2 separate regions of the Sus scrofa genome follow, and region 2 is linked to region 1. A link is a contact called in public HiChIP or PLAC-seq data. All regions are on one chromosome and are shown on one strand. Each heading gives the region's core, a stretch centred on a gene start, on an enhancer-like site or on the middle of the called end of the contact. The rest is flanking DNA. Distances are from core to core; before and after follow the strand shown. Region 1 overlaps THSD7B (thrombospondin type-1 domain-containing protein 7B). Region 2 overlaps DARS (aspartate--tRNA ligase, cytoplasmic).

The links. HiChIP or PLAC-seq counts read pairs in DNA pulled down with a chosen protein or histone mark.
Region 2: an H3K27ac HiChIP or PLAC-seq map of alveolar macrophages shows a contact between it and region 1. The contact joins two enhancer-like sites. A contact is called at or near these places in 1 of 47 Hi-C or Micro-C datasets (embryonic fibroblasts) and 1 of 2 datasets of contacts at active chromatin or transcription factors (alveolar macrophages).

Annotation. Positions count from the first base shown.
Region 1 is chr15:15,502,103-15,505,210 of Sscrofa11.1, reverse strand. All of the region lies in intron 2 of THSD7B (thrombospondin type-1 domain-containing protein 7B), which reads left to right. Among named protein-coding and RNA genes, the nearest start is that of THSD7B, 110 kb to the left of the region's middle. Within about 2 kb of position 1,665, at least 16 of the 83 cell types and tissues checked have an H3K27ac peak or open chromatin away from gene starts, as enhancers often do. A contact at or near this core is called in alveolar macrophages, where this site is marked.
Region 2 is chr15:15,863,863-15,867,138 of Sscrofa11.1, reverse strand. It overlaps DARS (aspartate--tRNA ligase, cytoplasmic), which reads right to left. Exons shown (of 16, transcript XM_003133266.5): 6 at 3,220-3,276; 7 at 2,168-2,227; 8 at 39-150. Among named protein-coding and RNA genes, the nearest start is that of DARS, 55 kb to the right of the region's middle. Within about 2 kb of position 1,413, at least 1 of the 83 cell types and tissues checked has an H3K27ac peak or open chromatin away from gene starts, as enhancers often do. A contact at or near this core is called in alveolar macrophages, where this site is marked.

The DNA.
Region 1 (3,108 bases), core at 416-2,915:
TGAGACCAGCAGGTGGGGAGAAGTGGAGGGGAGGATGGGTTTCACCCCTTAAACTAGAAGTGACTCCAGGCAGTCAGGCCCAGAGAGCACATTTGCATTGAGTGTCATATTAGCCATATAGAAAGTTACCTGGCTATTTAATTTCTTTTCTTTGGGTTTTCACGGGTTCACAGTGAAGGGCCTTTAGTGGTTGCATTTGTAATCACTAAGATCACACAACAAGTTGGCACCAGGGCTGAGCTTAGCCTCTCTTCTATTTACATGGTGCCTTTTACATTTTTAAAGTCCTTTCACATACATTTATTTCTCAAAACTAATTATGTAAGAATGATGATTCCCAGGAGTTCCCTGATGGTCTAGTAGTTAGAATTCCATGCTTTCACCACTCTGGCCGAGGCTCAGTCCCTGGTCTGGGATTTGAGATCCCACATCAAGCCACAGCATACCAAGGCCAAAAAAAAAAAAAAAAAGGAGTTATGATCCCTATTTCAAAGATGAGGCAGTTGAGGTTCAGAGTCAGAGTAGCTAACTGGTAATGCTTCCAGTGAGGAGCTGCAACTCTGTCCCTCTTGCCCTCCTATTATGACTTCCTCCAGAAGGACTGCAATTTGTGCCAAAACCAAGGACGGATGTCTGCATAGATGCTGCTATGGGGCTCTGTTATGTGACAGAATGAGAACCCTGGCCATTTTGGGTGTTGGGAGCATCATTTATTGGTCACTCGGACTGGAAATCCCCAGGCAGTGGAGCCTGGGGGACACTCTGCTCTCCCCACGTGGTTCGAGGGCAGCACTCCTGGCATCTATGTAAAACCTCAGGTACGCATTTTCAGACAGCCATTCGCAGGCCACAGAAGTTTCCCCAAGACACTTGGTAAACCTTCCTCAAATCTCTTTTCACTTTGTGTGGGCGGCTGGGTTTCATCAAGAGAGCACTGAAAGCAGCAACCCCAGAAGGGCTGGCTGGGTAAGAGACAGCTCCTGGGACCCCCTTCTCTCCTCCCCTTGCTTGACAATCCCCCTTCCTGAAATGCCATCACAGACACAAACTTCATTTACTATACATGCTTTTTTTTTATTTGCAAGCTCTGCCAGGATGAGGTATTTTGAGATGTTATGAGATACTTTCTCATGATTTGTGTACAGCTGTAGATTCTCAAATTCTGCAGAATTATGTGTGAGGGGGAATCCACGGCTGGCCCTACTGGTTCTCAAAACACACTTAAGAGATGCCAGGCTCACTGGACATTGACACTTAGTTCAGTCACTTTTCCTAATGATTTCTGCAATTAGTACTGAAAGGCAGATAAATTGCAGTTTTTAGAAATGGATGGATGAGAAGTTGGGGGAAAAAAATCTTTCTCTTCAATTTTCATTTATCAAGCCCCAGATCTCCAAAGAAGTTACTGGGCCTTGCTAGTTTCATCTACTTAAAAACAACACAAAGCTGCCCTTTTTTCTTTTTTTTTTTCCTCCATAGAGGGAGCTGCTGGTAGCTAGGGTCAGGGCCGCCAGCACTGTGGCTTTCAGAGATTAACCAGATGGCTTCATAAACAGATTCCCTGGGTGGCGGGGGCAGAGGTGAGGACGGACAATGCAGATGGGGTGTAAGAGCAAAGCTGGAATATCTCTTGAAGACAGAAACAGGAAACAGGGAAGCAAAACATCTGACCTGGTGTTTAAGGAAGGCTAAGTAATGGGGCTACTGGTACCAGACTGTTTGTTTCTATGGAGGACTTCAGGAGACGCGTGTCTGAAGTTCCCATAAGCCTCAGATAGACAAATCCTCTTGTCTTTCTTCCCAAATTTCAAAAACAGTCTATATTACTCAAGAAAAACCACAAAGCTTTGAGCTAGTATTGGTTAGCCCAATTTAAGGTCAGATTTTGCATAGAAGATTCAGACACAGGAAATACCCTGGCGTAAAAGCAATGAAGAGGGCACTGAAATAATACCACCATTTCCACGTCTTCACACCGAGATATGCTATGTCATCGGAGGGTATTTTTATTTTGAAGGTTTGTTTGCAAAATGACTTCAGTGCCTTAGCGTTGACAGAGAGCCTCTATTGTGAAATCCACAGAATGAAAGAAAAGGGAATTTTTCTGTGACCCTGGAGTCTATTCTCAGGAGGAAGCTGCTGGTCCCACTCATGTATTTGTTTCCACAGTTAAACAAAATAGAACATGGGTCTCTTCTGTCACTAGAAGTGGTGTCGAAATTATCCGAAAGAAACCAACACCATCTTACCCTGCATGGTAGTAAACAGATCTTTGGGACAGTATCTTACTATGTGTCTTCTAAAATTTTCTGCCCTTAAAGCATCATTCATCTCTGACAGTTCTGCCAGGTTGATCTGTTAAATTTTAAGCTATTGAATTTTCATAATCCTTTTGTAAATGAATATACTCCCAACTGGCTGTTACTCCTGAGAGAACTAGGGAGCGATGTGAAAAAAAGATGATAATTTATGATAATACAAAGCAGGACCAATTGTTCTTCTTGGATTAAACAGTTCAGAGTTGAACTGAAGTCCAGGGACTTGAATTTCTAATCAGTATTATTCAGTGGTAAAACTTTCTGGTCCAGTTTGATCATTGGAAAAACTTTCATTTAGCAGATAGTAGAGTGCATTTCCTGGGAAGGATTGATTTAAATATATTAGCTATTTCACACAAGATTATTTATTAAAAATTTTAATTATAATAATACATATTAACAGGTGTGTTCTGACTTCAAGTTGAAGAGTCAAAGATATTTCCAAAGACATTTCCATATTAAGTCAACATATCTATAAATTAGAATAAATGACATCATCACAGGAATGGTAACATCAGGGTAATGTTTATCAACAAGGCTTATTTAATAATTTTATGGATCAAACTACTACTTTCAGAGATTCCCCACTCTATATCCAAGCATACATGTTACAAAGCACCCACATTTCACATTAAACACACTATATATGCATAGAGTTTTATGGATTTCTATAAATTAGATTTAAAAATTATATAGTTATTATAACATATTTATTCAAATTTGACTCTAGTTGCTTGGCCGTGATTCATAAATAATTAGAAATCCTTTCTTTTTTATTTTTTTTAATATT
Region 2 (3,276 bases), core at 164-2,663, 360 kb before region 1:
TTATTTTTTAAAATTAAGAGGAATATCTTAAAGCATACCTGAGATAATTTTAGGAGTTTGGATCTCCACAAAACCCTTGTTAATTAAATTTTCTCGGAAAAGATGGCAAATGCCAGACTGGAGACGGAAGACTGCCTGACTAGTTGATGTCTATAAGACAATAGTAAAAGCTAATTAAATCAATTTGACATTAAATAAGATGGAATATTTTTTAATCAGGCCACCTGCCTGCAAAGTTCATAGAGAAACAATTGATTACAGGAGAGAAAAGTCAGGCTACATGACAATATCAGAATAAGGATATATCTTAGAATTTTTCATATTACAGAAGAAGAATGACAATTTTGTCCTTTGTTTCCAACCTCTCCATCTCTTTGTTAAGCAAAGGGTCTAGAAAAGAACTGGATTGGGGTTATTACACAAAAGTTTAGATAAGCAAAGATGTATAAAAGATTTCAAGTTACTAATGAACAGAATGCTTCCCAAAAATGTAAACTCAAAGTAAGGGTTAAAAAAAGGTAAATGTTTACAAGGGCCAAAAAACATAAATAGAGTGAATGAATGGTACTTTCCAGCAGAATGCCCTGTCTAGAGTTGATGATGTTGCCATGCAGGCCTGTTATTGATGTGTTTATCTCTAACTTTTTAATAAAAGCCACCTAGATTGATTGATTGACTGATTTTTACGGCTCCACCCCCCAAAAAACACCTAGATTTATTTATTTATTCATTTATTTATTTGGTTGCACCTATGACATATGAAAGTTCCCAGGGTAGGGGTCAGATTGGAGCTGCAGGTGCTGGCCTATGCCACAGCCACAACAATGCTGGATCCTTAACCCAGTGAGTGAGGCCAGGGATCAAACCCCCATCCTCATGGATACTAGTTAGATTCTTAACCCAATGAGCCACAATGGGAACTCCAAGCCACCTAGATTTAATGGAGATTTAAATCCTCCGTTTTTCAATGATGGCAATAAACTTGACCAAAACAGATGTGGGTCAAATTAAAAAAATAAAAAACTCTTAAAGCCAAATATTAAAGGCTTAACCAGTAACTTGTGTGAACAAACAGCAAATACAGTATGATGGTTAACTACTGTGGCCAAAATTATGAAAAACCTGAGGTTTCTAGGCAGTATCAAGAGGACTTTTGATTACTGCTAGTCTTTTCTGTATACTATAAATTAAAATGGAAAAGTAAAAGCAAACAAAAACCAAATAATTAGGGGAAACATCAGTGTACAATAAGGGCAGACCCATATGACTACAGAAAAGTTGGAAAGAACTCTTAAGGTGACAAAGCATTTAACCTTTAGGTAGATTATTTAAGTAAAGGGGGAAGATGTGGTCAAAACATTAAGAAAGGGAGATGACAATGGTTTTACTACAATGATGAAACCAATGAACTCTTTCACTTGCAACCAAACCAGAAAGGGAAACAGAAGACCCATGAGATTACTATATACACTACCGGGGCCATCTACTTCTTTATTACTAATTTTGTGCTAGATCTAATTCAAAGGATTGAGACATTAACTACTAATCTCCATCTGGCTGTAAAATGTGCACACAACTTCTTTCACAATTTTGGAGTAATATTTATGGTCCTATTTTCACTTGCTAACTTGTTTGAAAAAGGTATCCCCTGGAAGGAAGCCAATTTATTGGCTTCACCTCCCTTTGTAATTTTATTTATTTTTTGCCTTTTTTAGGGCTGCACCTGCAGCATATAGACGTTCCCAGGCTAAGGGTCAAATTGGTGCTGCAGCTTGCTGGCCTACACCACAGCCACAGCAACATGGGATCTGAGCCGTATATAGGACCTACACCCCAGCTCATGGCAACGCCAGATCCTTAACCCACTGAGTGAGGCCAGGGATCAAACCTGCATCCTCTTGGATACTAGTCGGGTTTGTAACCCACTGAGCCACGATGGGAACTCCTCCTTTGTCATTTTAAAACAAAGCAAGTCAGTATCCTGTGAACTATTACTTGATTGTCCTTGTTGACAGCAATTCTCCTTTGGGGAAGGGTTAGTCAAAAAGGTAAATTATTTCTTGTATTATCACATTACCTATATGTAAATACCAATTAGTTCTATAACCCTGAGACAGGTATGGTATCCCTGCCCACCTTGATTTCAGCATAAACAAATAAGGCATACCCTAAGATCAATGATTCTGTTGTCTAATCTTGTATCCTGGTTAACAGTAGCTCTTCCTTCCTAAAAAAAAAGTTGAAAAAGCAGATTTTACTGATTTTTTTAAAGTACAAAAAAAATTTTTAGAAGCCATGTTAATTTTTAAGTTAAGAAGAGTTATGTTCATGTGTGTTAATGTTATACCCCCGAATCAAGGATTCAAGAAACAAGAAGTGGGGCCAGAAAGGTTACTGTTAAAAGAGAGATAGAAAGAAGAGAATGAGTTGAGGTTAAAGCTTTTTTTCTACTTCCCATTCCCCAACCCCCTGACTCATTACTGGGATGTCAAAATAATTAACTTCCCACACCTTCACTGATTCCGGGGTTTTACCTGCTAGTTCAAGACTGAAGGAACAGATAAAAGCTGACATAGAGCAATCAATGGTTCTCCAAGTATCTTCTGGGCACCAGTGAAGGTCCCCAAGACACTTTCAGAGTCTGTATGTCAAACCTATTTTTTCATAATAATACCTTTCACTCTCACTTTTTTCCTGATGATACTGAGAAGTTTTCCAAATGTGCATGCTATCACAACAGAATGATTGCAGAGGCAGATAACAAAATTTAATTGTTGTCTATTGAGCCAGACATTACTAAGATTTGTAGATATGTAGTATAATAACACTCTTGACATTAAATTACTTTGTTTTTGAAAATATTTTTCATAAAACATTATTGCTCTTTTTTATTATTTATATAGGAATAATACATACATATTTATATTATTATTTAATAAATTCATAAATATTAAGAAGTTTGTTTTAACTTCTAATACTGTAAATGTTGATAGATATACCTGCAAAAACTAAAGCTTGTGGGTTCAATTATTTTTAAGAGTGTAAAGGAATTCTGAGACCAAATAGTTTAAGAATTGTTAATTTAAGAGTATTTTTAACTAAAAATGAAACTCAAATTAATTCACAGGTACCCTTTCACACAAAAGCAGGACATCAAGTAAATGTTTTGCAAACTAAACACACAGAGGAAGCACAGTATTTCAAAAGTATAATTTTTACCTCTTCTCCTTCCACCTCAGGCCGAACAGCATCATCCAGCTGCAGGGGCAGGCGGGG